Linked DNA regions of Mus musculus: all the other regions are linked to region 1. The links are chromatin contacts, called in public HiCAR-type, Micro-C and promoter capture Hi-C maps. All regions are on one chromosome and are shown on one strand. The core of a region is the stretch at or near the end of the contact, and the rest is flanking DNA. Distances in the headings are between cores, read along the strand shown. Region 1 holds the start of Gli2 (GLI-Kruppel family member GLI2). Region 2 holds the start of Sctr (secretin receptor). Region 3 holds the start of Tmem177 (transmembrane protein 177). Region 4 holds the start of Ptpn4 (protein tyrosine phosphatase, non-receptor type 4). Region 5 overlaps Ptpn4 (protein tyrosine phosphatase, non-receptor type 4). Region 6 holds the start of Tsn (translin). Region 7 holds the start of Epb41l5 (erythrocyte membrane protein band 4.1 like 5).

What was found. Promoter capture Hi-C pulls out the DNA fragments that hold promoters and counts their contacts. A called contact is a pair of places that touch in the nucleus more often than the background predicts. HiCAR-type assays count read pairs that join an accessible place to other places. Capture Hi-C pulls out chosen DNA fragments and counts their contacts.
Region 2: a contact with region 1 is called in a HiCAR-type map of astrocytes, with 2.4 times the contacts expected there. The contact joins the promoter of Sctr here to the promoter of Gli2 in region 1. A contact is called at or near these places in 5 of 39 promoter capture datasets (the C10 cell line, cranial neural crest, hippocampal neurons and 1 more) and 1 of 115 datasets of contacts at active chromatin or transcription factors (astrocytes).
Region 3: a contact with region 1 is called in a promoter capture Hi-C map of adipose tissue, with 4 times the contacts expected there. The contact joins the promoter of Tmem177 here to the promoter of Gli2 in region 1. A contact is called at or near these places in 2 of 39 promoter capture datasets (the 3T3-L1 cell line and embryonic stem cells), 1 of 115 datasets of contacts at active chromatin or transcription factors (embryonic forebrain) and 2 of 9 other capture datasets (adipose tissue and embryonic stem cells).
Region 4: a Micro-C map of embryonic stem cells shows a contact between it and region 1, with 3 times the contacts expected there. The contact joins the promoter of Ptpn4 here to the promoter of Gli2 in region 1. A contact is called at or near these places in 1 of 39 promoter capture datasets (cranial neural crest), 2 of 484 Hi-C or Micro-C datasets (both in embryonic stem cells) and 1 of 115 datasets of contacts at active chromatin or transcription factors (astrocytes).
Region 5: a promoter capture Hi-C map of the 3T3-L1 cell line shows a contact between it and region 1, with 4 times the contacts expected there. The contact joins the enhancer-like site here to the promoter of Gli2 in region 1. A contact is called at or near these places in 2 of 39 promoter capture datasets (the 3T3-L1 cell line and liver).
Region 6: a promoter capture Hi-C map of embryonic stem cells shows a contact between it and region 1. The contact joins the promoter of Tsn here to the promoter of Gli2 in region 1. A contact is called at or near these places in 4 of 39 promoter capture datasets (embryonic stem cells, hippocampal neurons, liver and 1 more) and 2 of 115 datasets of contacts at active chromatin or transcription factors (the NIH/3T3 cell line and embryonic stem cells).
Region 7: a HiCAR-type map of astrocytes shows a contact between it and region 1, with 2.5 times the contacts expected there. The contact joins the promoter of Epb41l5 here to the promoter of Gli2 in region 1. A contact is called at or near these places in 4 of 39 promoter capture datasets (the 3T3-L1 cell line, 3T3-L1-derived adipocytes, frontonasal cranial neural crest and 1 more), 1 of 484 Hi-C or Micro-C datasets (embryonic stem cells) and 1 of 115 datasets of contacts at active chromatin or transcription factors (astrocytes).

Annotation. Positions count from the first base shown.
Region 1 is chr1:119,051,619-119,055,587 of GRCm38.p6, reverse strand. Gli2 (GLI-Kruppel family member GLI2) reads left to right here and starts at 1,969. Exons shown (of 14, transcript NM_001081125.1): 1 at 1,969-2,286.
Region 2 is chr1:120,004,727-120,008,695 of GRCm38.p6, reverse strand. Sctr (secretin receptor) reads right to left here and starts at 1,716. Exons shown (of 14, transcript NM_001012322.2): 1 at 1,365-1,716. The coding sequence starts at 1,439. It also overlaps a transcript of Cfap221 not described here.
Region 3 is chr1:119,911,509-119,915,477 of GRCm38.p6, reverse strand. Tmem177 (transmembrane protein 177) reads left to right here and starts at 2,295. Exons shown (of 2, transcript NM_175106.4): 1 at 2,295-2,345. All of the region lies in intron 2 of Gm28209 (a long non-coding RNA gene), which reads right to left.
Region 4 is chr1:119,835,019-119,838,987 of GRCm38.p6, reverse strand. It overlaps Ptpn4 (protein tyrosine phosphatase, non-receptor type 4), which reads left to right and starts at 1,917. Exons shown (of 27, transcript NM_019933.2): 1 at 1,917-2,086.
Region 5 is chr1:119,818,588-119,822,556 of GRCm38.p6, reverse strand. The region is part of intron 1 of Ptpn4 (protein tyrosine phosphatase, non-receptor type 4); the gene reads left to right. It also overlaps the pseudogene Gm8338. Among named protein-coding and RNA genes, the nearest start is that of Ptpn4, 16 kb to the left of the region's middle. Within about 2 kb of position 2,151, at least 8 of the 459 cell types and tissues checked have an H3K27ac peak or open chromatin away from gene starts, as enhancers often do.
Region 6 is chr1:118,309,369-118,313,337 of GRCm38.p6, reverse strand. It overlaps Tsn (translin), which reads left to right and starts at 1,992. Exons shown (of 6, transcript NM_011650.4): 1 at 1,992-2,337; 2 at 3,472-3,565. The coding sequence starts at 2,272.
Region 7 is chr1:119,647,112-119,651,080 of GRCm38.p6, reverse strand. Epb41l5 (erythrocyte membrane protein band 4.1 like 5) reads left to right here and starts at 2,081. Exons shown (of 25, transcript NM_145506.4): 1 at 2,081-2,296.

The DNA.
Region 1 (3,969 bases), core at 720-3,219:
TTGTCACCTCCCCACCCCCACTCCCCCTGACTTCCAACCTGGGAAGATGACTTTGGGGAAGACAAAGTTAGCATCAAATCCTTGTAGCATCTCTGCCCTTCCCCGCTCTAGATCAAGAAGGAAGGTAACAAGAAAGGAAGAATGGGACACAGCACTTCCCCTTCTGTTAAAAAGTAAGTCAAGGTCAGTAAAAGACTAGGCCAGCAAAGGTGCTTGCTGCGAGCCTGGGTGGGGTCCTCAGCACCCACATGACAGAAGGAGAGAAACAGCCCCCTCTGCCCTGTCCTCTGACTGCTGCCAGAGGACTGTGACCTCACACCCTGTCCCACAAAATCAATATGTGGAATATAAACTTTAAATGTAAAACTCAGGGTCTTGGAAGTGGACCTCGGAAGGAGAGTATCCATAGCATTTGGAATGCCTTGGGCTATTTCATAAAATAGATACTGACTTGCAGAAACAAATAAAGCTAAGGGAGAGCCCACGGTGTAAACTGTGCCGTCCACCAACAGTGATCCAATCAGTGAGTAACATGGGCTGAGAAGGAGCTTTCTCTAAGGCAGGGTGGAATTGGTCTGGAGGCTTGGTTCTCTTGCTTTGAGAAGGAGGGGCTCGAAAGAGATGTGACCAACATTCTCAACAGGACACCTCTATTTAAATGGACCGACCTTAGATTATTGTGGGCAAGTTTCTAAGCGTCCTCAGGCATCAGTCACTCCACCTTTAAAAGGAGGATACCCTATGGCAGGCTAAGCAATACAAAGGAACTAGACCTCAGGAAGAAATATAAAGAAGTCCCGCGGGCAGCTTTCTAAGAGCAGAGCCCAGGAGAGGAAGCTGAGTCCCATGGCTTGGGAGGGCACGGCCATTTGCTGCCTGCTTGCTTCTTGGAGTGGACAGTTCTGGACTGTATGGAAAGCCGGGGCTACTTAAGCAAATGCTTTCATGAACAGCCTCATCTACACTTTGGCCTGCAACTTCGGTGAGCCTAATTCTTCCTTCTCCCTCTGATTACTTCCATCTGGCTGCAGCAGCTTCAATGGAGTCTCCGGGATTAAAAAAAAAAGAGAAAAAAAAGAAAAAGAAAAAGAAAAAGAAAGAAAGAAAGAAAGAAAGAAAGAAAGAAAGAAAGAAAGAAAGAAAGAAAGACCCCTCTCACTGCAAAACATAAGCAGCAAGCCTAAGGTTGGCGTCACTTGTCGCCGGCGTGCTCTCAGATGGCGGCGTGAGCGAGCCATGGCGAGGGGCGCCTGGGACCCCGGGCACCTGCACTAGCTGCCCGGGCGACGAGGGCCTGCGTGAATCCAGTCTTGCTTCCCAACCCACGTGTCTTCCTTCTGCTACGGCGCACAGAGGATCCGGGAGTTTTGGGAACAACCAGCGGAGGGCTGAGGGGGTTGGGAAGAAAGGGGGAGTTCAGATATTGAAACCAGCAGTCGCAGCGCCCGAGCTCCGGAGCTCATCTGACTTGAGTTAGCAACCCCCCAACCCGGCGCCTTAGAAAAAGTGTTTGAGACTGGCGTGTGCTCCTGTAGCTGGAACTTTCTGGTAGGGGTGCTTTATTTCCTCCGAACTGGGTTGGAAGAATCTGCGATAGTCCCAGCTCTTCTCCTCCAGAGTGGCGTCTGGGTCGTCACCCCCCACCCCCACTCCCTAACTCCTGGGTTCTCTGGTCCCCCGCTGGAACTTTCCGAAGGGGTGCTTTCCTTGCTGGAGCTGAGGTGGGGGAGAGTCTGTGTTCGCCCGCTGGCAATCCCCCTCCAGGGTGGTGTCCCCCCACCCCCAGCCTCAGAGGCAGGGTGCACGCGGCGGGGCGGGCAAGCTAAGGACGCGACGATCAGGGTTTGCCCAAGCTCAGCGCGCGGGGGCGCTGCGCCATCCCAGAGACGCTGATGGATTGCATGAGTGCCGGCGTTCGCCAGCCGAGGCAGCACGGCTCCGCGGACTTTTTTTCAAACTCCTCTCATCAATGAGACTTCGAGGAGGAGCGGGAGGCGGCGGCGGCGGCTACAGAGGACGCGGAGGAAGGCGAGGAGGAGCCAGAGGAAGGAGCACGGGTCGTGCGTAGCATCGCAGCCGCCCGGAGCTGCTGGCCTGGTGTCCTTAGGGACTGCCCGAGTCCCCCGCCCGCCTTGGTCCCCTCCTCTGCCTGGCCAGCCCCGCCCCGGCAGCCGGAGCCCCCGCACTCGGCAGCCCCACTCCAGCCAAGTTGGGATGGGGCCCTGCAACCACTGCCCGGCGCCCGAGAGGCCACCTGCATGCTAGAGGCAAACTTTTGTCTCCTCGGTAAAGTTGCATTGGCCTTCCCACCCTTCCTTTTTTCTTTTCTTTCTTTCTTTCTTTTTTTTTTTTTCCTCCCCTTACTCTTGGTGGCGAAGCACTTCCTAGCCTGGCCAGCTTCGGCTGAGATGCTGTGGCGGTCTTGGAGTGTCTCTCATCCGTTTACCGGAATCGAGATCGTGACACTGATTTTAGGGGGGCCGGCTAAAGAAGGCAACCCTGATTAGTGCCCTGGTCCAGCAGCGGCAGGGCTTAAGGAGGATCTTGGGGATCAGAACTCGTGGCCGGGGTCGATTTTATTACCACAGCCCTCCACTTGAGGGGAAGTGCTTCTTGTTCTTGGGTTGCTCGGGTAGGCCGGTCTTTGACCGGTGGTACCGCTTGGAGCCTGGAACTGTTTGGGGGCGACGTGGGGGCTGGGGTGCGCCGAAGCTCCCTTAGATGGGCAGCTGGGAGCGCGCCTGTGGGACTGTGCGGTGTGCTGCAACCGCCGCCGGCCACTTGGAAACTTGCAACTCTACTTCTCCGCGCTGCGAGTCCGCGTCCAGGAGCCAGTCTTTTCTTTCTTCCTTCTTTCCCTCTCGTTGAACCCTGTTGCCCCTTCCCTCCGCCGCCAGTCTCTGGACCTCGGTTCTGGCTTCCTTACCTTTCTCTCTTATCCTAGGTCTCCAGATCCCCTTGACTTCCAGAATGGATCCACGCGTAATCCTTCGCCGAGGGATCGGTTCCCCCTACTCCTCGCTTTCATCCTAGCCCCCACTTAACACCCCCCAAGCAATCTCTCAACAAGTATATTTGCTGAGGAATTTGAAAAATCCACTACTGCAACTTGATCTGTGTGTGATGGATGAGGAGCGGCGCGGACAGAGTTGGGCGCCAATCCTATTAAGGGTTTAGAGAGAGGGGAGCGTTTTTTTTCCTCCGGGATTGGGGGTGGGGGGAGGGACCGTGTGCTTGAGTGAGTTCGAGAGGGCTCCCGCCGCGCCGGGAGCTGGAAGTCCACCCAACTGGGCTCCTTTTCAGCCCGGCAGCAATTGCTCTCATTTCCTAGGAAACCTGACTTTTAGAGCTTGAGGACACTAAGGATGGAGCCCTTGCGCTTCACCTCGAGTGACCTGGCTACAGAGACGCAAGGAGTTTGTGGGGATCCCCCAGGGCGCCTCTCCTTCCAGGCTTTGTGTGTGTGTCTGTGTGTGTAACTGTCCTGTGATTCCCAGAGCCGATCCCAGTTGGAGCAGGGGTAGGAGAGACTTCTCTTGGTAGTCTCATCCTTCAGAGACTGGGAAGGGATGGGTTCTGTACCTCTCTGTTCCCCAGCTGGGGCATCCTTCATCTTGCTGTTCGGTGGCCGCACGATGTCCTGGGCCCCTTGCCCCTCCGCCCTCGCTGGGCGTGTAAAGGTTTAATCCCCACAGCTTCAGATAAAGGGAACAGTTGTAAAACGCTCATATGCTGTTTGCAGACGAGGCTCTGGGGGATGTTGGAGAATTTGAAAGTAAACGTTTCCCTCGCAAGCGGCATAAAATAGTGTTTAAACAAATATTGTATTGGCATGCTCCGGGGGCTCGGTGCCAAAAAAGAAAAGTAAATAAACGGTGAAATCCAAAATATACAGCACGGGGGGGATAGCGGGCAGAATAGGCGGGCTTGTCACAAGTCTCCCTGATGTTATCTGTTTGTTCTAGCCAC
Region 2 (3,969 bases), core at 467-2,966, 950 kb before region 1:
TCAGAGTCAAAGGAGCGAAAGGAAAAGTTGCAGAAGCTGGGAAATAGTCCAACAAAGTAGGCCCTTCCACCCTCATTTATTAAAGGCGTTTTCTACCACAATCCTCAAGAGATAGAATCACAGGTCTGGATAAGCCCACACAATAACCAGAGGCCCACGTGAAGCCTTTCTCCTAGGGATGTCCACACTGCCCATGTGTGTGTTAGTGACATGCAAATACAAGGTGTACAAGGAACAGAACAAACCTCAGGCAGGCCAGACCCCACCCCCTCCTTCCAAAGTGAGGAGTCTAAAGATCTGGGCACTAGTCCCAGCCTGGCTCCTAACATGCTGATCAAAAGCAGGTCTCCCACTGAGGGCTTTGATCGGCTGTAAAATGAGGGACTTGAACAGACATACACAAGCAGCCGTCTCAGGTGCAGTGAAGACTTGAACCAAGCAAAGCCTCAGTTTCCCCATCCGTTTATTCCCGAGATCATCACCTTTGAGACACAAATGTAAGCTGAACCTGCTCCTGCCTCCCTGGCACAGAACAAAAATGTCCCAGGAAACGGGAAACAATGTTTTTGACCCAGATGGCAGCTCCAGGATCCATTCCCTGTGGTAACCCTGGAGTCCAACCCGGCAGCTTTGACCTTCTTCCCAGTTCTTCCCATCCTGCCAGCCTCAGTGCAGCCTGTCTCTCACTCAGATATCCCAGGGGAAAGTTCCCAGAAGTTTCTATGGGAAAGCAACACAAACCACTACCCGCCTGGCCTCTCTCTCCCCTTCCTCCAACCTTCTTCCTCTCCTACCCGAGTTTGTTGCGACCTACTGCTCCCAAGACGGGCAGACTTTAGAAAGTCAGTCCCTCCAGGTCACAGAGGGCTGAAATGATCCCACACAGATGGAAAAACTAAAATTTCCCATCTGCACAACGGAGCACGTGAAAAAACAAAAAACCGCTACTAGCCTGAACAATGTGGTTCTGGCTTTATTCTGACAGTAAGCCTTTCCCGCCCCCTTTCTGAGCCTTGGCCGGTGCCTGAGACCACGGGTCTCAAAAGGGAACGAGGGTGTTTTGACAAAACCCTAGAGTGCAAATGTCTAGCACGCATCGTTGCCGGGGCGGCTACAGAATTGTCTTCTGGAAAGAAGTGAGTTTAGCGGCGGGAAGGGATGAGCGAAGGTGAGGGGAGTGAGCCTCACACAGAGCCCTTGAAGTTTTTGCCTTTGGAGAGAAGAGGGCTCCGTCAGAGTGGACGATAGTATGTTAAGGGAAGAGAGATCGGCTGCTCCCCGTAACTCCTAGGGCCGGATAGAGGACCGTGGACTGGTCCGTGGGGTCCACATCCGGGGGCGCGGGGACGGGGCGGGGTACTCACAGGGTGCGCTGCATTGATGAGCAGCAGCAGCCACAGCAGAAGCAGTGACAGCCGGGGGCTCATGGTGCTGAGCATGCTCCGCCCACTGTTGATCCCCTTTGTGCTCTGGCCTCTTCAGGAGCTGGGTGTCCGTCTCTGTGTCCAGCTCAGCGTCCTGCATGTCGTCCAGGACCCTGGGCGACCCCCAAGCCCAGAGAAGCCATGGCTGGACCTACCCAATCCGACCAGACCCACAGCCAGGCTAGGGACTGCTGCTCCCTGAAGGAGGTGGCAAGACTGTTAACTAACCTGCAGTGCCTATTGATAAAGACTGGACGACAGCTCGCGACTCCACCCTGCAGGGAATAGCAGGGAGGGGTTGGGGGGCGGCACAGAGCTGGAAGGGAGGAGAGAGGAGGAGGGACCCTAGACACCCGCATAGAGGCAGCTGCAACCTCCCTCCTTCCCTTCCAATCCAGAAAGTACTTTCTCTGGAGGACTTAAGTCACGTGCCTTCAGCAGTGACAAGGTAGGCAACACCTTTTCTTTTCTTTTCTTTTCTTTTCTTTTCTTTTCTTTTCTTTTCTTATCCTCGATTGAGACATGGTCTCACTATATAAGCCAGGCTTACTTTGAACTCTCAGACCTCCTGCCTCAATTTTCCTAACCCTGGGATTACAGATGTGGTCTCCTACACCATTTCCCAGGCTGACTTTTATACAAACAGAATTAAGTCTACCTCAACTTGGTCCTACAGAACACTCTTGTTCCTTAGCTTCCAGTGATTTTTCTAGCATTAGAGTCACCACACCCAGCGCATGCAGAGCTAGAGATCAAACCCAAGGCTTCCGCCGACAGCCCAACAAACAGCACTGCTCTGTGTGAGAGGAGATGGTGGAGACTGTGGTGGCCGCTATGCTATGGGAAAATACCGTTCTGTACATTCTCCAAGTTTCAACGTCACCCTCCCTGGGAAAGAGAGGGACCATTCTTTTATGTCAATGGCCTCTTTAGTTCTAATTCAGTGCCCCAGTCACACAGTAGCAGAAAGTGGGACATTAAACCAAAGTCCCAACCATCAGAACCCTAGATATTCAATATGTCCTTCCAATGGTGTTTTAAAGGTCATCCTGAGGAGGGGAGAGGCTGTGCTTGGCTTTGGGGTAAGTTATATCAATACTTCCTGTGTGCACGCCTGTGTGGAGGTGTGTGTAGAGATTAAGGATCGGCAGTGAACGTTCTTCCTCCGTCACTCCTCCCTTACCTTTTGAGGCAAGGTCTCTCAGTGAACTTGAAGCTCATTACTTGGCTACACCTCTGGCCACTGAGCCCTAGGGGTCCTCCTCTCTCTGCCTCCCCAGTGCCAGGATAGCTAGTGCTCACACACTGCTATGCCTGGCTTTTTATAAGGTCCTCACACTGGCACGGCAAGCACTTTACAGACTGAGCCAATTTCCTGGCCCTCTTGTAGACACACTTAGCATCTCACGGAGGCAGGTTTCAAGGTTAGACACAAATCTTCAGAAAATGAAAATTTCGTCAAATGCCGAAGGGAAAGAAGTCTCCCTCCTTCCCCTTTCTTTCGGCATATCCTTCAGGATACTTTGCCTCTTTACAGCATGTGCAAATCTAAAACTATCAACAAGCCCCCAGCCAGCTTTGAATCCCAGTACCCTCTCCAATTCCTTCTAGACCTTATTATTTTTGGAGAGCGTCTCTAGCCCAGACTTGCCTTTAATTCCCTCTGATATAGCTGGGGGTGCCCTTGAGTGTTTGGTCCTCCGATCCACATGCCAAGTGCTGGGACTGCAGATACTTTCCATCACAACTGGTTTCATGTGATGCTGGGACAGATCTTTGTGATCTATGGGATGCTTTGTAAATTAAAGTTAGGCAGGCGCTCCACAGGCGCTTGGTTACTGCTTGTAGCTTCCTACTTGTCGGAAAGGGCTGAGGCGTTTCCTCTTTTGTTTGGCTAAACACAATGCTAGATACGTTTTTAGTGGCTGTGATAAAATACTTTGACAAAAGCAGCTTAGGGGGAAGAGATTAGTGTGGCTCACAGTTTGGGAACACAGCCCATCATGGTGGGGAAGGCACAGCAGCAGGAGCGAGAGGCAGATGGTCACATGGCATCCATAGTTGGGAAGCAGAGAGAGATGCATGCTGGGACTCAGCTTACATTCTCCATTTTAACTGGGTCCAGGACCGCAGCCTATGGGATGGTGCTGCCCACAGTTCTGGTGGGTCATCCTGTCTCAATTAGCCTAACTAGTTAATTGCATCAACTAGTAACATCAGCTATCACACTGAGTTAGAAAACTGTTTTATTTTCTTCACATTGTGATAAGGCTTCACCAAGCTGGCTGGTGATTCTTTGTTTTTGTTTTTGTAATTATTTCTCCGGTTATGTTGTTTCTTTTTTCTTTTCCCACAGCAGGAATAAGATATGCTAGAGGATTAACATTATTCAACAAATATTTATCAATCTCCTGCTCTGCTCCACAAGCTACATTAGGGTGATAGAGGCCTGTGGCAATTACCCTTGCCAACCTCAGCTCATGTGGACCAGCTACAGTTCTACAACGTCATCCTCTCTAGGATACTAAGAAGGATGCTACTTAAT
Region 3 (3,969 bases), core at 1,046-3,545, 860 kb before region 1:
GTGGGAGTTATTTGAAGGAGCACAAGCATTGCCCCAGAGGCTACATGACTGAAGAAAACGTCTTTCTCTCTCCAGCATCCATTAACTTGCCCATAGGTTCTCTCAGAGGGGTGAGGCCTCCCAAGGACCTCCCTGCTCCATGACAGATATTGACCAGTCCAATGCATCTGGCCAGGAGTCACAGCTGCTGTTATGGCTCCGACTTTACCCCTTACTGTAGAGATGCAACAAAGAGCACAGTAGTCTTGATATCTGGACCACCAGCTAGTCAATGACCACCATAATCTTTACACCCTGTTTCTCGGACTTAACTGGCCATCCATTGTTCCACATACCTCATATTGATGGGCTGTTTGTTAGTCCCTTCCACAGCTAACATCATGCCTAACATGACCACAACAACAGTCTGGTCTAAGGAAGAGCTCTCTCCCTCCCCCGGGCCATAGCTAAGGGTGGTAAGAGCTTCACCGAGACCCAGGAGTTCAGTTCTTAATGCTGAAAAAGCAAAGCACTCAGCCTGGGGCATTGGTGTTTTCCTGGCTCTGGATTAAGACTCAGGTCAGAACTTTTGCATTGATCCTCTTGCTCTGGGGGCTTCAGGGTTTGACCAGTGCTAGGCCGTAAGCAATCCTGGCTGTTCAACTATCTGAGAGTAGAGCTTGGGTCTTTGGCCTTCTTAGTTGTATGGACTATTGAGATCTGCCTGTCTCTGCCTCCCAAGTGTTGGGGTTAAAGATCCGGGCCCCCATGGCCATGGAACCAATGCTTTTTATTAAACTTCTTCGCACATACTCTCACACTCCAGGTTCTCGTTCCCTGGAGAATCTGAGTAATACTGGGGGTAAGTGTGTTTTAAAGGACCAACTAAGCTGGGGAGGGGGTGGTGGCTGGTGGTGGCTGTGGTGTGGGCCTTTAATCCCAGCACCCAGGATGTAGAGGCAGGTGGACCTCTGAGTTTGAGGTCAGACTGGTCTACAGAATGAGTTCCAGGACAGCCACAGCTACATAGAGAAATCATATCTTAAAAACCAAACCAAACCAAACCAAAACATCAACTAAGTTCACCCAAAGTGTGGTTTGAGATGTCTCAGGAAATTTGATTTTCAAAACAAAAAAGGAAATTGTGAGATATAAATAAGGAAGATAATCTGTAAGGTGTGTGGATTAATTGAAAGTTGACTATAAACCAAGTAGAATAATATCTTTATACAGAAATTCCTGGATGTATTAAGGTAATATTTGTAAACAGACTTTATGCTTAAAGATATGAGATAGCTCTAACCTACTGAATAGTAATGAAAACACTAGCAATGGTGAGTATTATTTTAACACCCAAAGCCCCTGGGCACTGTTTTTTTAGAAAACTCCTCAGACTATTAATGAGATGGCTGAAGTGGTAAAGTGACTGCCACAAAAGCATGCAGACTTGAGCTCAGTCCTCAGCAGCCACATAAAAACAAACAAAACCAAAAACCTGGCTGTTAATGGTGTATGATTGTAATCCCAGCCCTGGGGAGACAGAAGCAGGCAGACCCCTGGGGCTCACTTGATCAGGCTGGCTACCTTAATTGCTGAACCCCAGATGCCAGTGAGATAACCCTATCTCCAAAAACGGGTCAGCTGTCTCCTGAGGAGCAACATCCAAGTTCACCTATAAATGAATGAGCGCACATTTGTGTATCCACGCATCTACCATTTGTTGGGTGTGCCTTCTAGTAAGTACTTATTACTTAACTCTAATATGGTCTACACCACACTTCTTTTCTTGTATTGTTTTGTTTTGTTTTTCGAGACAGGGTTTCTCTGTATAGCCCTGGCTGTCCTGGAACTCACTTTGTAGACCAGGCTGGCCTCAAACTCAGAAATCCGCCTGCCTCTGCCTCCGGAGTGCTGGAATTAAAGGCGTGTGCCACCACACCCGGCTTTAGACCACAATTCTTGCTGGTCTCACAAGGTCACTTGACCTTCGGAATGCAGCGGTCACTGGCAGCAATTCCAGACCTTTCTGTCCTCGCTTTTCTCATTAAGCTTAGCTCTCCTCCCAGCGTACTGCACAGATACCTATTCGGCGCTACAGAAATCCGGGCCAGCAGGTCTCTATCTTGGCTCCGAAGGGCGCCGCGACACGGCTGAATTGGATAACAAAGTCCTCAAACTGCTCCACCTCGCCCTGAATAAGACCTTAGAGAGCAGACCTCAGGACCAGAACAGAAGCGCTGCTCCAAGCCCCGCCCACAACGCCCGTTCCGCCCACAAAGGCCCCGCCCACAAAGGCCCCCAGACCGGCGTGCTTTGCGCCTGCTCAGTCCGGCGCGGGAGCGGCGTGTTCTAAGGTTGCTACCGAGGTAAGCTCTCCTCTTGGCTGTGAGTTCTCTTATGTCCAGCTTCCGGGTTCAGTCATGTTCCGGTTGTTGGAAGCAGCCCGGTATGTGTCAGGGCGGAATCACATTGAGAGCTCTTCTAAAGCCAGAGCCTACACCTGCTTCTAGGCCAACTGCGAGACTCAGAGGCCGACCCGGGAGAGGTTGTTTTTGTTTTTGTTTTTTGTTTTTTTTTTTGTTCCCTTCCAAGGACCCTGTCTTTTCTAGCCTCAGTTTCCTCTTGGAAAGAATGAGTTAAATGAGTGATACAGAACCCTACGTTTTGTTTACAGTAGTACATTGCTAATCAAACGCTTCGCGGAGATAGGAATAAAGTGAAATTTCATCCAAAGAGAAATAACAGTCATAGTGACATAATCACAGACGAAATAAGGTGCCCAGAATATTCAAAAGTGCGCCTGTGAGACTTTGTCTCAAAAAAAAAACCACCACCAATTAACTTTAAAAACAATATTAACTTTGCTAATGAGTGAGGTGGATGGTCTGTTTGGTCTGTTTGTGTATATATAATAGATAACATTTTTAAGGTGAACAGCTTGCTATGAATCTCTAACGGCCCGTGATCAAATACCGAACCTTTGCTATCAGTGGTTAGCCTGCCAAGAAAAGTGTCTCATGAGGAATGACCTGAACAACAGGAGTTTATTTTTTCTTAGTTCCAGAGCTGGAGGTCCAAGACTCAGGTGTGGCCAAGCTAGGCTCCCTGGGTATTTCAGCAAGGCTAACAAATGGCCATCTTACCCCTGGATCTTCATGTGGTATTTTTTCTGTATGTGTCCGGATCTGAGCTCGAAAGCAGTGAGATCTGAGTATTGCTATCCCACGAACCTTCCGTTTCTATTTCAATGATAGGCCGAAGCTCCAAATACAGCCACCTCGTAAGATAATGGAAATGTGGCTCAACCATGGGAGCTTGGTGGAAGTAGGGACACTAGGCAGCATGTGACACTGCCACTTGTGGTTTTGGCCAATAAACCTGTCCAGCTGCATCCCTTTTCACAGCTGGAAATAAACTGTTGTGGTATGGGCTCTGAAGTATGATTTTTTTTTTCTTAGACTGACTGAATCCAGTGAATTCTCTGTGTCCTCAGACTCTATATTTGGTGATACCACCAGCTACATATCAAAAAATGTTTTGGAAGGAAAATTTGTATCTGTACTGAACATGGCTTTATTTTCTGGCCTTTAATTCCTAAGCAATATAGCATCACAAATTACAAATGTAGTGTTTGCATTGTAATAGGTTCTGTAATAACAAATACTAAGCCTTTTTGTAAGAGATGAGCATGTGAGGATCTTGGAATGTTTGTATCTTGAATCTAATCCTCTAAGGATATGCACATATAGTATTTATGTATAAATGTGTGCGTTTAAATATTCCCTGTGTTTATTAGTGTTACATGTATTTCCTAGTACAGTTGGCTGTCTGTGTCCATGCATATTCAATCAGCCAAGAACTGAAAATATGCAAGCAAAACTGTGTCTGCTGAGCAGGCAGACATTTTAGTCGTAGTCTAGCTCTATATGTAGTCTTGTGTTGTAGTGGGTATTATAAGTAGTATGGAGATAACTTAAAGTATGTGAGAGG
Region 4 (3,969 bases), core at 668-3,167, 780 kb before region 1:
ATCCTCCTGCCTCAGCCTCCTATGTGGTCAAGTGTCCATCACCAGCTGGACAAGAAAGAGTAGGAGCAGAATGAGAATGAGAAGAAATTAATTTAAATTATTGTCTTCCACAGTTTTGAACAGATTTTCCTTATCGGTAAAATCATTTTGTCAACATGGAGAAAAGCAGCTTTGTAGCATGTGGGTGTTGGGCACTGAGGACCTTGTACATATACTGGGCAAGTGCTCTCTCCTGAGGCCTTTGAACAAACCAACTATTTATATATCTATCTATTTATCTATTTTGGTTTTTCAAGACAAGGCTTCTCTGTCTAGCCTTGGCTGTCCTGGAACTTGCTCTGTATATCAAGTTGGCCTGGAACTCACAGAAATCCACCTTCCCCTGCCTCCCAAATGGCAGAATTAAAGGCATTCATCACTACCACCAGGAAAAACATTTTTTATAAATAAGGTCTCTAGTGACAGAGATTGAGATTAAGATCTAACAAGAACCCTGGCCACAGAAAAGGGCACCCCCCCCACCCCCAAGTGGGTAAAAACGTCAAGGACTTTTGAGGTGGGTCAAAGGATAAAGGAAAGGAATTGGCTGCCAAGTCTGGCTCAATCCTTGCGACCCACATAGGATTACCAACTCTCAAACCTTGTCCTCTGATAGACAGACAGACACACAGACAGATGGACACACATATTTTAGGTGTATACAAAATAAAGAAATGTAAAACAAACAAACAAACAAACAAAAACGAAAAACAAGCAAAGAGGAAATGTGAGGGTCCTCCCAACTTACCCTTCCTTCATTTGATCCTAGTTGAGGTCACCTATTCTATAGGAATGTTCTATCATCATCAAGTTTGTATTACCCAGAAAATATTAAGGGTATACCCTCCTCAAGGTCATGGCATGATAATACCAACCCTCATTCTTAAAATGATTGAACGACTTTGATTTAAAAAGCAGTGTTCCTTGCACACAGAAAGCACCTATCCTTTGTTTTATCCATGAAACGTCTTTTGCTTAGGCTTTGTTTTCAAGGGCCTTATGTTTAGGAGAACTGATTGAAAACTGCACTTCAAAGCCTATACCCTCTATTAGCACTTAGTTGGGACAACCTGATGCCAGGAGGTCGAGTTTCCCCACTCTGTGCTATTGCCCCTCTTTTGTGTCCCTAGAGTCCGTCAGTAAGTACATCTTAGAAGAGGGAGGAGGGGCAGAACTGACAGTCAAGGAACCAATCGCTGCCTGGCGATGGGGTGTGGACACAGAGCCACGCCCTCCCCTCCCAACCCGCTAAATCCCGTCTCTCTCGCACCTGTGAGTACCAGTGCTTCTAGGCAGGCGCCCGCGCTCCGAAACCGGGTAGGAGGCGGGAAGGAGGCGGAGCAGAGGGCGTGGCTTCACCTCTCGCGAGACCGCCTCCTGTTGCCGAGGCCGCCGTTCCGGGGCTCTGACTGGTCGGGGGCTGCGCAGCCGCCATGTTCGGTTGCTATGCTGCGGCCTCGGAGACGGGGTGTGCTTGAGAGAGGAGGAGGAGACGGAGGAGGCGGTGGAGGCGAGGGAGGAGGAGGAAGGAGAGGAGGAGGAGAAGGAGGAGGAGGGTGACCGAGGCTCTCCTTTGCACTCTCACACAGAGCCGCCTCCCTGGAGTCACCCGCCGCTTCACGCCGCGCGCGCTTCCCTGCTCCGCGGACGCGACATTGTTCTTTTAAGACTCCCGGGAGCTGTCAGAAATCGGGGCTCCGGGACTTGAAAGAGACTTGACTTCGGCCCGCAGCTTGCGGGGACCGCGGCACTTTCGGGGCGCGTGTGAAGGGATTAGCTCATCTCGCCGCGAGGTGCGAGCGCGCGCCTCCCCGCGCACGCCAGCCCCGCCGCAGCCCCGCAGGATGACGGGGTGCAGGCGGCCCGCGGCCGTGGCGCGGCCGCTGTGGCGGCGGCTGTTCTCGGGACGCTGAGGGCGAGCACCTCGACGCGGACCACGCGCTTCTTTCACCCGGCCGCGAGCCCGGGGCCTCCTGCCTTTTTGTATTTGGATTCCCCCCCCCCCCCCCCTTTCTCCAGCCGGGAGGACGCGGCTGTGATAACGAAGGTAAGAGAGGCGCTTGGGGCGGTCCTTCGCTCGGCCTGTTTGGGCCCCCTTTGCAGGTCGTGGGCGCGCACCTGAAGCTCGCCGAGCCGGGCGGCCAGACTACCCGATCGACTTCCCTTTTCTTAGTGGGTCGGAGCACTCGAATCTTCCTGGGGTTTATAGTTGAAATCTGCTAGGGATGAGTGCACGGGAGAAGGGGTGGAATAGATGCGGAGATGAAATGTTCCTAAACTCAAGGTAAGGCTGGAGAATCTTCAGTATTTCATTTGTGGGATTCTTTTTTCTAATTGTTAATGTTAGGTTAATTGACTCATATAAGCATCTTTATTTTTTTTCCGCACGCGGTAGGAACACACGCTATCTTCCATTGAACTTGAAAGTCTCTTGTGACTTGCTAGTATTATACTTGCTTTTAGGAATCAGTAGTTGGGCCCAAAAAGTTGAGATGTAGAACATCTGAACTTAGATTTTTCATGCTGCTTTGGAATCGTCCCTACCTTCATGATGTTTAGATTCAGCGTGAGTATGTAGTCAAGAACAGATCGGTGTTTGTGGGGTTTTGTAAAATGTTAAGCACAGTCATTTGTGGCTTTCTGGCTTTACATTTTTGTTTCGGTGTCAATGTTTGTTTTATAGTTACTTACAGGAAAAATGGAGCGTATGATTATCCTTTGTGGACAGGAACTGTGCTTACCAAAGCGTAGACACCTCAATTGTCCCAGGACGATTTCTGGAAATCAGTTCAATCAGAGATTCAAGAAAAGCTAGATGTGTGTGTGTGTGTGTGTGTGTGTGTGTGTGTGTGTGTGTGTGTGTAGGTAGTTAAATGCATGTATGGATGCATTTGCTGGGGTTTCTAAAGTAATGGAACAATTTACAGTTTCAATGATAATCCATATCGATGTTTCCCTGAAACTTATGTCAGAGACTTTATGTTTGGCTTTGCATCACAGAGTGACATCAGTGTGGACAAGGACTACGTAGGGGGTTTTAAAAACTGCCTGTTCCAGGAGGACTAGTCATACCTAACTTTTGGAATAAGCAATTCAAGAAATACTGAGTGTGTGACCAGATCTTGGGTCCAGATGAAATAACACAGTTATTTGGTCACATTTAAAAGATGGCTGTGGAGGAAAAACAAGAAAAGCTAATGTATCTGACTTGTAAAGTCAGACTAGAAGACTGGAAGGGCAAATATGGCAGCCTTTTGAGAACCCTGGGTTTGTGAACAAACATAAGTGTGTCAAAGGGGAAAACTTGTTTTCCAAAACGGGAGGGATGACCTTAAACAATTATTCAGAGTACCTAGTAGACTATAACCTAGATATATTATTTAAATCTTGAATTTGAGGATTACAAATTTAATACTCTTTTAAAGAAAAAGCCAGTTTACAAGGAGAAGCTTATGAGCTGTCTAGAACCATTTTATTCACTCATACGATCAGTCATGCCACCTTTTTTGTCAGAATACATTTCTGCTCCAATTAACACAGAAGCTATTTTTGTGTCTCTTCACATTTTTATGGCATTCTTATCTTTGTTCATATTTTGTCATAGCACATGTGCATGAATGTGATCTTGATTTCTAAGATCTACGTAGTTATGTTTGTATGTGTACATGAGTACATGACAGTGTTTTGTATTTACCTGCTCCTTAAACATTTGCTAAAAAGATTGTTTTAAACACAAGGAATCATCACTGGTTTAATAGTTTTTCTTAATACTGAGTTGGTTACAGTTTGTTAAGGTAGAAGATCAGAGATTCCTCAAAAGTAGTAACAGATGATTGAATATACTCACTTGGTTCTCATCTTGGGTTCCTAATGGCTTCTAGGTGGTGGTAAATTGTGTCAAGTCTTCTCTCCTCCCCCACCATGTCCTAA
Region 5 (3,969 bases), core at 902-3,401, 770 kb before region 1:
CATGTGAGTATTGGAAAACAGACACTGGTCCTCTAGAAGCCATCTCTCCAGGCCCCTCCTTGCAGGAATGTTTTATCAGCTCTGGTTAAGAATATTAAGTTTAACAGTTACTAGGATTGTTTCATTCCCTTGTTGTAGTTGTATTACCAGTTACACAGTTAGATTTGTTTATTCAGTTTTTGAAAGAATAGACTTTTAAACAGTTTGGCATTAGAAATGATTTAGTTTTAGAACTAGGTTATGCAGAGATACTGTAGTCTTGCAGTTCATGTAGTCCTGGACTGTCCAGTGGGTAAGCATTAACCAGAAGTGACAGCTTGAAATTCATTAAAAACCATTTGAGGCTGAGGGTATCTCTCTTTGTGCTGGAGCCTTTGAGTTCATATGTAAGACCCAGGATTCAGTCCTCAGTACTCATTAAAAGACAAATCCATAAGCCATATTTACCACATTTTAACTGTTTAGTCATATTCATTCTATTCCCTTAACAGAGGAAGAAATCATAGCTCAGAAAAATGGAGTGGCTGTCTCAAGGAAGCTGTGTTTGTTAAAATTTAGGATATTATCTCAGTGGCTTTCCAAGCATTCTAAATGTTTTTGTTGTTACTAAAAAGGAATGACCTCTGCAGCTGCTTTTAAAGCTCTCCTACAACATAGTAACTTCAGAATATCTATCTATCTATCTATCTATCTATCTATCTATCTATCTATCTATCTATCTATCTATCTATCTATCTTCAAGACAGGGTTTCTCTGTATAGCCTTGACTGTCCTAGAACTCTATCTATCTATCTATCTATCTATCTATCTATCTATCTATCTATCTATCTATCTACTATTTTCAAGACAGGGTTTCTCTGTATAGTCTTGACTGTCCTAGAACTCACTCTGTAGACCAGGCTGGCCTTGAACTCAGAAATCCGCCTGCCTCTGCCTCCCAAGTGCTGGGATCAAAGGCGTGCCCCACCACTGCCCGGCTCAGAATATTTATTTTAAGAACTAATAATTGGTATAATGGATGCCCTGTTTTTGCTGCCTCCTTCATTCATTTGTGCAACAAAAACATTTTTTGTTGTTGTACAATGACTTACTTAGGAAGTCAATTTAGGAACTTTTTTGTTGTTTTTAACCAGGAGGAAAAAGCTGGCCCCCTGTAATTCCCTCCCCCAACTTCCAACACATAGGAGCAGTGAGTTCTTTATATCTTAGTTTAACTTTTTTTTTTTTTTTTTTTTTTTTTTGAGACAGGTTCTCTGTTAAACCCTGGCTAATGTGGCTGGTTTGAAACTTGTTAATTTCTAGGCTGGCCTTAAACTCAGAGATCTACTTGCTTCTGCCTTTCAAGTACTAGGATTAAAGATGTTTGCCACCAATTTAGGCTAACCTCTTAATATGTAAATAGAAATGATTTCATTTCTGTTCTCAGTTTTCTAGTAGTGTTGAAATAGATTATACAATGGATCAAATAGTAGATTCTTCCATGGGTGACAGAAAAACACATTAAGAATGATTTTAGCTTGCAGAAGTAGAAGTCATTAAGATATGGTGATTAAGTAGGTCTGTATTCAAGTGCCTCTCCTAATTTTGCTTGTACAATCTTGGGCCAGTCACCTAATCCTTCTAGCTGTCATGCCTAACCTTTTAGCTTTTCAACAGTGTTCTCATCTCAAAGTATATGCTTGAGAACTGTGCACAAGACTCACACACTCACACACTCACACACACACACACACACACACACACACACTCACACACTCTCTCACATACACACTCACACACACACTCTCACATACACACACACACACTCACACACTCACACACACACACACACTCACACACACACACTCACACACACACTCACACACTCTCACACACACACTCACACACACACACACTCACACACACACTCACACACACACTCTCACACACACTCACACACACACTCTCACATACACACTCACACACACACACACACACACTCTCACACACACACACTCACACACACACACTCACACACATGTAAAATAATAACAAAAAACAAAACCCTCAAGGTTGTAAGTTTACAGTTTCGTTTTTGTTTTTTACATCTGTGTGTGCAGTTGCCTTTAAAGACCTCCCAGGAGAGCCATGGCCTGGAGCAAACTGCTGCAGCCAAGGGGACGGACGTTCTCTACTGCATCTAGTTGCCAACTTAGTGAATACCAGCAAGAGCAATACTTTAGGCCACTGCGAAATCCATGAAGTCCATGGTGGGGCACAGGCCTGCATAGCACAGTGTGGGTGGGGATCCCCTAGCAGCCCTCAGGTTACATGAACCTACAGATCCATATGTCATCTAGATGGCATCCATGCACCACCTAAGTTTACAGTTTGTGTTGGGTAGCATTCATAACTACCCTTAGCCATGGGTGCCTGTAGGCTGCTAGTTGAACATCTTTGCATCTGCAAAGAGATAAAAATAGTGAACTATCACTGTTTTAAGAATGAAGTGATAGAAATAAAGTATTCTAGTTAGTATCTAAAAAGCAATGTCAACACTTAGTGACATGAAGCAATCGCCATTTTATGATTTCTAGATTCGATGTGTGAGGAATTCTAATGTAACAGGGCCCAGGAATGATTGTTGTTTACTTTTCTACAATATAATATATGCTTACTGGGCTAGGAATACTGGGGAGTCAGAATGCTTGGGGAATAGAGGGACCCTTTCCAGGCATGCTTGTTTATGTGTCTCATGACACAAGCATAGGCTATAGATTGGAGCTCTTATTCATGAACTTGTGGCAGAGGGAGGGAGATATGCTAGCTGAGTTTTGAGAGAAGTGTCCTTAGAATGAGTAGTCCAAGAAAATCAGATAGAATATAAAGCCTCTGATGGTCTTAGAAGTCATTAAGGCATTTTCTTCAATACTAGCAAGTAACCAGTCTTCTGTCTGCAAGGCAAGCTTTATTCCTAACCCCTCCAAATTATTTCTAAAGTACTTTATATTGGTTAGCTAATATATGAGCTATAGGAGATGCCATGCTTTGAATAATTCTTGAACCACAGGTTACTTAGTTGATTAAATAAACAAATTAATCTTTGGCATCTGATAGATTGATTTCAGCCTTTAGTGGCTGGAACACTAGCTACTGCATTTTCTAGCCATGTAAAGTTGTCAGGGTTATGCCCCCTCTTTTTTCATCTTTAGAAATAAAGTTAATATCTCTCTATGACCATTTATAAGAACAGGTTGACAGTAAGTAGGTATGCATACTATATATATAAAATCTTTCAGGTCGAGTGTTAAAGCTCAGTAGATATATGTACCAGAAACTTGTTATGTTAAAGGCTAGTACTGAATAGGTATGCATACTATGTATATCTTTCAGGTCCAGTTTTAAAGCTCAGTATATGTGTGTGTGTGTGTGTGTGTGTGTGTGTGTGTGTGTAGCAGAAACTTATGTTTAAGACTAGTACTGAATATTAATTTAAATATTTATTTATTTGAGACAGTCTATCATGGAGCTTAGGTTGGCCTTTAGCTGGTTTTATAGTTCAGTAGAACCTAGCATTTCTGATTCTCCTGCTTCTACTTCCCAAGTATGGGGATTAGAGGCTTGGACTATCATGCCAAGTTCATAATTTAGGTACTGAAGTTTTAAAAGTAGCATGCTGCCCCCTAGGGACAACACAGTATTTAATCAATTGTGGAAATTTCTCATCTTTGGCCTGCATAAGCTTATGTTTGGAATTAGTATTAACGTTAGGCAGAATTAAGTTTTGGGTTCTTTCTTTGTTTGCCTTGCTTTGGTTTTCAGTCCTCTCCCCTTCCTCCCCTTTAAAAGAGAACTAAGCTTTTATTTCTATGTTTCTCAGATGAAGCTGGCTGAGTTGGTTGCTATGAGAGGATTAGTCAAAGAGATCAAATCTCATATCCTCCCCTGATTTCTGGCTCTTCTTGGCTTCAGCCTTGGTTAGAACAGCCA
Region 6 (3,969 bases), core at 743-3,242, 740 kb after region 1:
CATGGAAATTTGGTCAAATGATGACTTAAAGCAGACCCTGGTGGTCCATGCTTGTCATCCCAGCATTGGGGAAGTGGAGGCAGGAAGATCGGGAGGTTCATGGCTGTCCTTAGCTTCGTAATGAGTTAAACACTAGCCTAGTTAAGACCCTAATTAATAAAAAACAAGGAAGTGGCCACTCCAAGGTATGGTTGAGAAGGGTTTATTGTAGATATGAAGCTGACAACAAGAGGAGAGAGAGGTGGGAGAGTGAGAGAGGAACAGAAGAGGAGGTGCAAGGACTGGGAGATGAAGAGAGTGTGTAGCCACATTTTTTTTTTTTTTTATAGGGAGGAGAAAGTAGGGGAAGAGAAGCTGAAGCCCAGGCCCTGGGAGAGGTTTGGGGTAGGGGGCTGGTGAGAAGTGTTGGGAGGAGCCAAAGGTTCTGAGATGTGTTTCTTTGAGATCTAACATATTCTTTACCAAAACAAAACAGAAGAACACAAAAGAAGGGATTGGCTGTTGGAATAGAAAAGCTTTAAGATCAAAAGAATCCCTTCTCCCATGCTTAGCAAGGTATCTAAATTCTAAATTCCAGTGAAAGGTAAAGGGCACTTACAATATTCTTTCAAAAAAAAAAAAAAAGCCCACAAGCCTGGCAGTGGTGGCACATGCCTTTAATCCCAGCACTTGGGAGGCTGAGGCAGGCAGATTTCTGAGTTCGAGCTGAGGCAGGCAGATTTCTGAGTTCGAGGCCAGCCTGGTCTACAGAGTGAGTTCCAGTACAGCCAGGGCTACACAGAGAAACCCTTTCTCGACCCCCCCCCCCAAAGAATATTTCTTACTAAGTTATGAGGAAACTGGGTCCAGAACATGATCAAAAACAGTTCCTGTACAAGTGGGTGTCTTGGCTAGTTCCTGCTCCTTCAAAGAATGGTTCTTTTGTAGTTAAAATAGATTTTCTGGGCTGGGGGAGAGTATGAGACTGTCCATCAAAGATTACACATTTATTTACTTGGTGTGTGTGTGAGTGTAGTGTGTGTGTTTGAAGAGGACAACTTGTGGGAGTTGGTTCTTTCCTTCCATCAGACTGTCAGTCTTGGTGACAAACCTTTAACTGCTAAAGTTTGTCAATCTCTCCCTTTCGATGGTTAAGAGCCCTCACGCCACCACAGACGATACTCTTTCAAAGAAATAACAGGAAGTACTCCATCCAAGCTCATTCAGAAAGTGCACTCGGTGATCAGGTGGAGAAGCAGCTGGCAGGAGCTACAAGGTGAACTCTGGCCTCTTCAAGACTGCTCAAGACCAGAGAGATCTTCATGATACTCATTGGGAGGATAGGATAGCTGTGAGGCAGATCATGTACAAGGACTTCAAAGCCCTGAAGCACGTTCATAGCTGAAGTGTAGTCCCTGGTTGAAGGTTACAGTAACACGCTTTTCTTTTCTTTTCTTTTTTTTTTTTTTGGTAGATTTATTTATTTTATGCATATGAGTACATTGCATTTCAGACACACCAGAAGACGGCATTAGTTCCCATTATGGATGGTTGAGAGCCAACATGTGGTTGCTGGGAATTGAACTCAGGACCTCTGGAAGAGCAGTCGATGCTCTTAACCGCTGAGCCATCTCTCCAGACCCGAAGATAATATTTTTATTCATTAATATTTATTTAGATTATAGTCTTTTATTATTTTTCATTTATCGGATTACATTCTCTCGCCATTCTTCCCCATTCAGTTTATGCATGCTCTTTGTTGAGCAGACAGAAGTATAACTTCCCTCCCTTGCTTGAAGTACACAGATAACATGGATAAGCAAACCGCGCCACTCGCTGGCCCCGCCTTCTACGAGCCAAGTGTCCCTAAGGACCCCCCCCCCGCCCCCCCAACCGGCTGTTTTCCTAGATGCCTATCTGCGAATCCCCACCTCCTTAATTGGAGCTGCCTATCAGCCGGCCTACGGCCACGGGCCACTGAAGCCCCTACGTAGGGCTGTTTCCGGAGATGCCTACGTGCGGGCGGCAGGCGAGGCTCGGCCCTGCCGTCGGGATTCTGGGCAAGAGCGCGGCACGGGACTGTGCGCGCGGCGCTTCAGGCATTGCGGCGGGCAGCCCGGGCTCCGGTGCGCCGCGGGTGTGGGAAGACCCCGGCGCCAGCCTTGGCGCAAGGGCTAGTGGACGCGGCAGTGGCGACGGCGACGGGCGTTGCGAGCGAGTCCGCTACTTGTTTGTGGGTCGTACTTCTTCGGCGGTGCTCCGGTGCTGACTGATTGTAGGGCAGCCAGCGCCATGTCTGTGAGCGAGATCTTCGTGGAGCTGCAGGGCTTTTTGGCTGCCGAGCAGGACATCCGAGAGGCGAGCCCCCTTCCTCCCCATCTCCTTTTTTTCTTTTCCTAGCCAGGCTGGTCCAGTTGGCCTGGTCCTGCTCGGTCTCTCGTTTTCAGGCCCGATGGGTTTAGGTTAGGCCGCCTCTTGGTTCCGGATTCGACTTCTCAGCGTCATGTACCTCTTAGAATATCACCTTTCCTAGTTCAGTATTCCAGTCCCAGGCTCGGTTAACGCCCGTGGCTAACCAGCACATCTTTTCTATATTGGCTGCTGGTATTTTTTTTTTTTTAAATAGCACTTGCGGTCTTTCTTTAAGCAAAAAGCTCTTCTGTAGCTTCTCATCCCGCATAAAAAATTTAAAAAAAATCTAGATTCTCCGGTGGCTCACAAGGTCTCTTTCCCCGCTCTCCTTTTATTTACACTCGTTACTGTGTGTGTGTTTAAGTTAACTTTTTATTCGTCTAATGCTCCAGATATTGCTCTGTCTGAGGACCCTTGGTTGTATTATCTGCTTTTGCTGGAATTAGTTTATTTTCTGCTCTCTGGCTGTTTTCCTTTTGCGCGTGAGACAGGATCTTGATGTGTAGTAGCCTTGGGTGACCTCGAACTCGAACCTGTAGCCTTCAGCGTTTTCAGTGCTGAAATTAACACGTGCAAAATTTATAGTCCTTATTTTGACTGCTTTTCTGTTAGCTCCTAAAATCGTGAGAAATTGAGAAAAAAAAACCCATTTATCCGTCCTATTGCTAGAAGGAGTTGCTTGCGTCTCTGATGTTTGCATAATGCCCATAACTAAATGTGCTCAGAGAATGTGTGCAAAATGAATGAATGAAAATCAGTCACCACTTTGTATTTAAGTTTTTGTTCTATAGAGAACATTTACATTGTCAGTTATTCATTTATATAGTGTCTCAGTTGGGTTCTTGAGCAGGTGGCTATTTTTCTTTCACGGCTACTTGTAGAATTTGAGGCTTTTTTAGCAGCTCCTTGAGTTGTGACAAGAAGAAATTACTGGAAGAGTTTGGATTCACACCTGAAGAATCCCTTCTTGTGAAAGTCTGAGAGCTGTGACTGAATGTGAGGGTGTGGTAGCATGTTTGTAGGCGACTCTGCTGAAGATTACACTGACCTTATCTGGCTTTTGTTTTTAATTCTCTCTAGGAAATACGAAAAGTTGTACAGAGTTTAGAACAAACTGCTCGAGAGATTTTGACCCTACTTCAAGGGGTCCACCAGGGTACTGGATTTCAGGACAGTAAGTTTTTTTGCTTTGATGTTTGAAAAAATTTTTAAATTTTTTTGTCCAACATATCACTCTTAAGTCCATTAAAAGGACATACTGAGTACACTTTTGTCATTTATTGTGAGGAGTGTTTATTATGCTTTTATTTATTTATTATTGTGAGTGAAAATTGGAGAATAGGGGTTTGGTCATTTTGAGGATTTACGATATTCTTGATATTTTGGTTGCTTTTCCATGTGTGTATAGTGTGGTTTAAATAGGAATGTTGTTTTGCTATGTTAGTCTATTGGTGTGTGTGTGTGAGAGAGAGAACGGGAGTCTTGCTTTGTTGCCCAGGCTGTGTTGAGTTGTGTTCCTCTCACCTGAACCTCAGACTTCAGTGAGTTTCATTACAGTTGGCACATGTGAGTCTTTGT
Region 7 (3,969 bases), core at 832-3,331, 600 kb before region 1:
AAAAGTTCTTTGGGTGTTGAGGTGCATGAATGACCATGTATATATATACACAGCACTCATGTAGAGATCAGTTCTCTCCACCTTGTGAGTCCTGGGGATGAAGCTGGGGTTATCATGCTTGCTTCTAAGTGTCTTTACCTCTAGAGCCATCTCACCAGCCCAACTCATTCTTAATTATGCCATCACGTGGATGTTGCATAATTTCATTTTATAACAATTACTATATTGTATGTGTGTGCATCTACTAGGTGAGCTAGATCCCCTCGCCTACCCTGCCTTTTTGAAACTACTCTTGCTTTAAAAATCTGTACCAGGCAGCAGAAATGATGCTGGTTTCCTGGTATGGTGATTTGAGTTTTTAATCTCTCCACCACAAGGCTGTATGGATAGAGCTGTGTGTAGTACTCAGCTGTTGCTCCTTTGGCCCCAGCTGAGGTGCCACACTGGTAACTGACAATAATCTAGCAACGCCATGGGGACAGAAGGAGCAGTTGGTACAGGCACGGACAGTGCCAAATCCCCGGAAACTGTATTCTGGTTTCAGTGAGCTGCAGCCTCCCTTTATACACGCTAATTTTCAGGCAAGATCCCATAAAACCCTTGTTCCAGACCTTCTGCTCTTCTTGCTCTTAGTGTCACTAGGGCCCTTGCGTAGCTCCACACAGTCCTTTGCCCTTGCTCTTTATGTCCTTCCCGGATGTCTACTGGGCTCTTTCCTCACCTACTTTAAGTCTGAAGTCATTGTCACTGCCCTAAGAGCCTTCCTCCCTGCTTATATTGCAACCCTTCATTCCCAGACCCCACACCCACTGCTATTTTCTAGGTGTTTACTAACCGCCAGTCAGACATGTTTTGAACCAAGGACTTTATGCACTCTACCAACTGAGCTATACCCTACAGCATTTTCTTTTTCCTTCTGAGATGGTGTTAGGTAGACTGGCCTCCAATTCCTGGGCTTAAGTGATCTTTCTGCCTCAAAGGCTATAGGCACAAGGAGGACAGGTACACTCTCCCATACAGGCTAAACCATGAAATAACTTGTTTAATTATGACAGAACCTCTCAATGTGGCCAGTGCTGGCCCTGAACTCACTACTCAGCCCCCAAGGGGCTTTTACTGCTGGGATTGCCTTGAGGGACTCCTGTCTTTCTTCTTTATCTGCCTTATCTCCAGGGTCTACAGAGCTGTAGGCATTTTGATAAACTATCTGAAGAATGAATGAATGGAATGTCGCCCTGCCACTTAGGGCCTCCATTCTGTGACCACAGTGCCTGGAGCATCAGTCTGTTATTTCCCTTTCCCAGCAGCGTTCTCTCCAGGGCTCTCATCACCACTTGACACATAGTTGTTCTCTTTCTCCATTACAGACTAAAGGTTGCTTTAATCTCTAGGATTTGGGGGGAGGGAGCAAGGAAACATTTAAATAAATGCTGGATCAATTAATAAACAACTGTGTAAGAGAAAACATACTAGACTACATTAAAAATAGGAAAATACTCATTTTTGCTGTGCCAGGGATTGGATCCTGGGCCTGGTATGTGCTAGTCTAACACCCTACCACTGAACTGTATCTTAAACCCAACGTTTCATTTTCAAATCATATTACCAGGAAGGTGAAAAATTCAAAACATAAACCAAGCGCCATGGAGATGCTCAGTGTGGGTAAAAGTGCTTCATTCCAAATGTGAAGGCCAGAGTCTGGTCCCCTGTGCCCACATGATACTCCTGCAAGTTGTTCTCAGACAGGGACTGTGGCATATCTTTCCCTGACCCATACATATACGCACAGAAAAAAATAATCTTTTTTAAAAGACAGGATTTCACTAGGTAGTCCTGGCTGACCTGTAACTAAGTAGCTGTGGCTGGACTCGAACTCACAGAAATCCACCTGCCTCTGCCTCTGCCTCTGCCTCTGCCTCTGCCTCTGCCTCTGCCTCTGGAGTATTGGGATTAAAGGTGAACTGCCTTTCTGTATTTCTATAGTCCCATCTGGTGTTGCCAGCTTAAATTCAGGTCTCAGGAGGCCGATTTCCGGGGCGGTGCCATTGCCCCTTTAAGAGCGGAGCGTCCCGCCCTTCGGGGGGCGGACCTTGGATGGGGCTTTAAGGGGCGTGCCCTCGGGCGGCCGGGGTCCTCCGGGGATTAGCGCAGGGTGGGCTCGCGCCTTGCGCCGCCATTTCTCGGTGTCTCTGGAGACCCGTCCTCTCCTCTAGCCGGCTGGGCATCTCTCTCCGAGGGTCGCGCGTCCCAGTCGCAGTGGTCTCCGTCGCTTCACGGTGTTCACCCCCGAGTACAGGTAAGAGTTTGGCCTCGGGTGTCCAGTTGGCCCTGCTCACTGAGCCGAGGCTCTCGACCGTGCCGGGTGGGCGGCCCGGCTCCCCGGGCGACGCCGCGGGCTGGGAGGGGAGTGGCGGCGACGGCCAATGGGGCTGGGCGCTGAGTTTCGGGCGATACCGCGCGGTGGCCGCTGAGGGCCGGGCGCGTCGCCGGGGTCTCGCGCGTTGTTGGGGGGAAACTCTGGTCACCCCTGACCTCCCCGTAGCTGTGGGATTAGGGGAAGGTCGCCTCGAGTGTCACTTCGCCGGGATTGTGGGCAGACATCGGTGAGACAGGACGTGCCAGCTAGCTCCCGGTCGAGTGAAACTTGGGAAGCGTACGAGGCAGGTGCGTTCCCGGGAACCGCCAAGGCCGAGGGCGCTCCCCGCCCCCACGCGTGGCGCGCGTCCGGTAATGATGGGTTCTCCTGTGGGTAGAAGATAATTGTGTCCATCTCTGGTTACTGTAGTCTCCCGGGTTCTGCTTTAAGAGCGAGAAGGCTCCAGGCTCCGAAGTTGTTTAGCAATAGTTCAAAATTACTAGTAATGGTTTTTTTTTTTTCCCTTAAGAATTGGAGATAAGCCCACCAAGAAATTATGAATGTAATTCACAACTCCGCTCACCCCAGATGCACTGAGCTGAGGCACTGAGCACTGCTAACTGCAGTGGGTAACTTGTATGTGTCTAAATGAACACTTTGGGATCATTATTTTCTTTTTCTTCCCAACCCCCACTTCGTTCTTCTTCTAATTCTTTTTCTCTCTTTCTTCCTTTCCTTTCCTTCTTTTCTTTTCTTTTCTTTTCTTTCGATACTGGGAACCAAACCCGGGTTCTGGAACGCTAGGCTGAACTAAATCTAAATGCTCACACCTGTTTTTTTCTTTTCTTGTTGTTGTTGTTCTTGTTAGGATAACTTGTTTGGGCAGCGATGTGCGCAATGTTCCTGTGTTTAGTTTCTTAGTTACAGTTTCTTTTGCGGGAGTAACTGGGATGAAAGATACTGATAACTTTAGGACATTTTCTATAGTTTTCAATATTACTGTTTTTTTTTTTTTTTAAAAAATCACTAGCTTGGCTGTAGATACCCTATGGTGTAAAGCATGGATACCCAGGGTTCAATCCCCAGCACTGCAACAGGAAGAGCCAAAAGGGAGGCGCAGTTGACACTTGCAATTGGCAAGTCAGTATGTATGAACTTGGAGTGGTGGAAAAGTGGCTCTTGGCTAAATAGGAAATGTATCACTTCAGTTTGCATTTCTGTGATTGAAAAGAAAACTTACTCGTTGAAAACTCAGAAATTAAAGTTATTAGAAGACTTGTAACTCCAAACCCCATATTTCCAGTTGCTTTTAGAGACCCTGTCTCCCCATGCAGCCCAAGCTAGCTTGGAATTTGAGATAGATAGATAGATAGATAGACCCTGTCTCCCCATGCAGCCCAAGCTAGCTTGGAACTTGAGATAAATATATATACATATATATATATATAGAGAGAGGGGGGGGAGAGAGAGAGGAGAGAGAGAGGGAGAGAGAGAGAGAATATGAGAGAGAGAGAGCACGCTCTCTCTCTCTCCCTCTCCTAGATTAGCTTGGAACCAATTCTGCTTCTGCCTTCCAGGGGCTGGAGCTGTTTTGTGAGTCTCTTTTATTATCG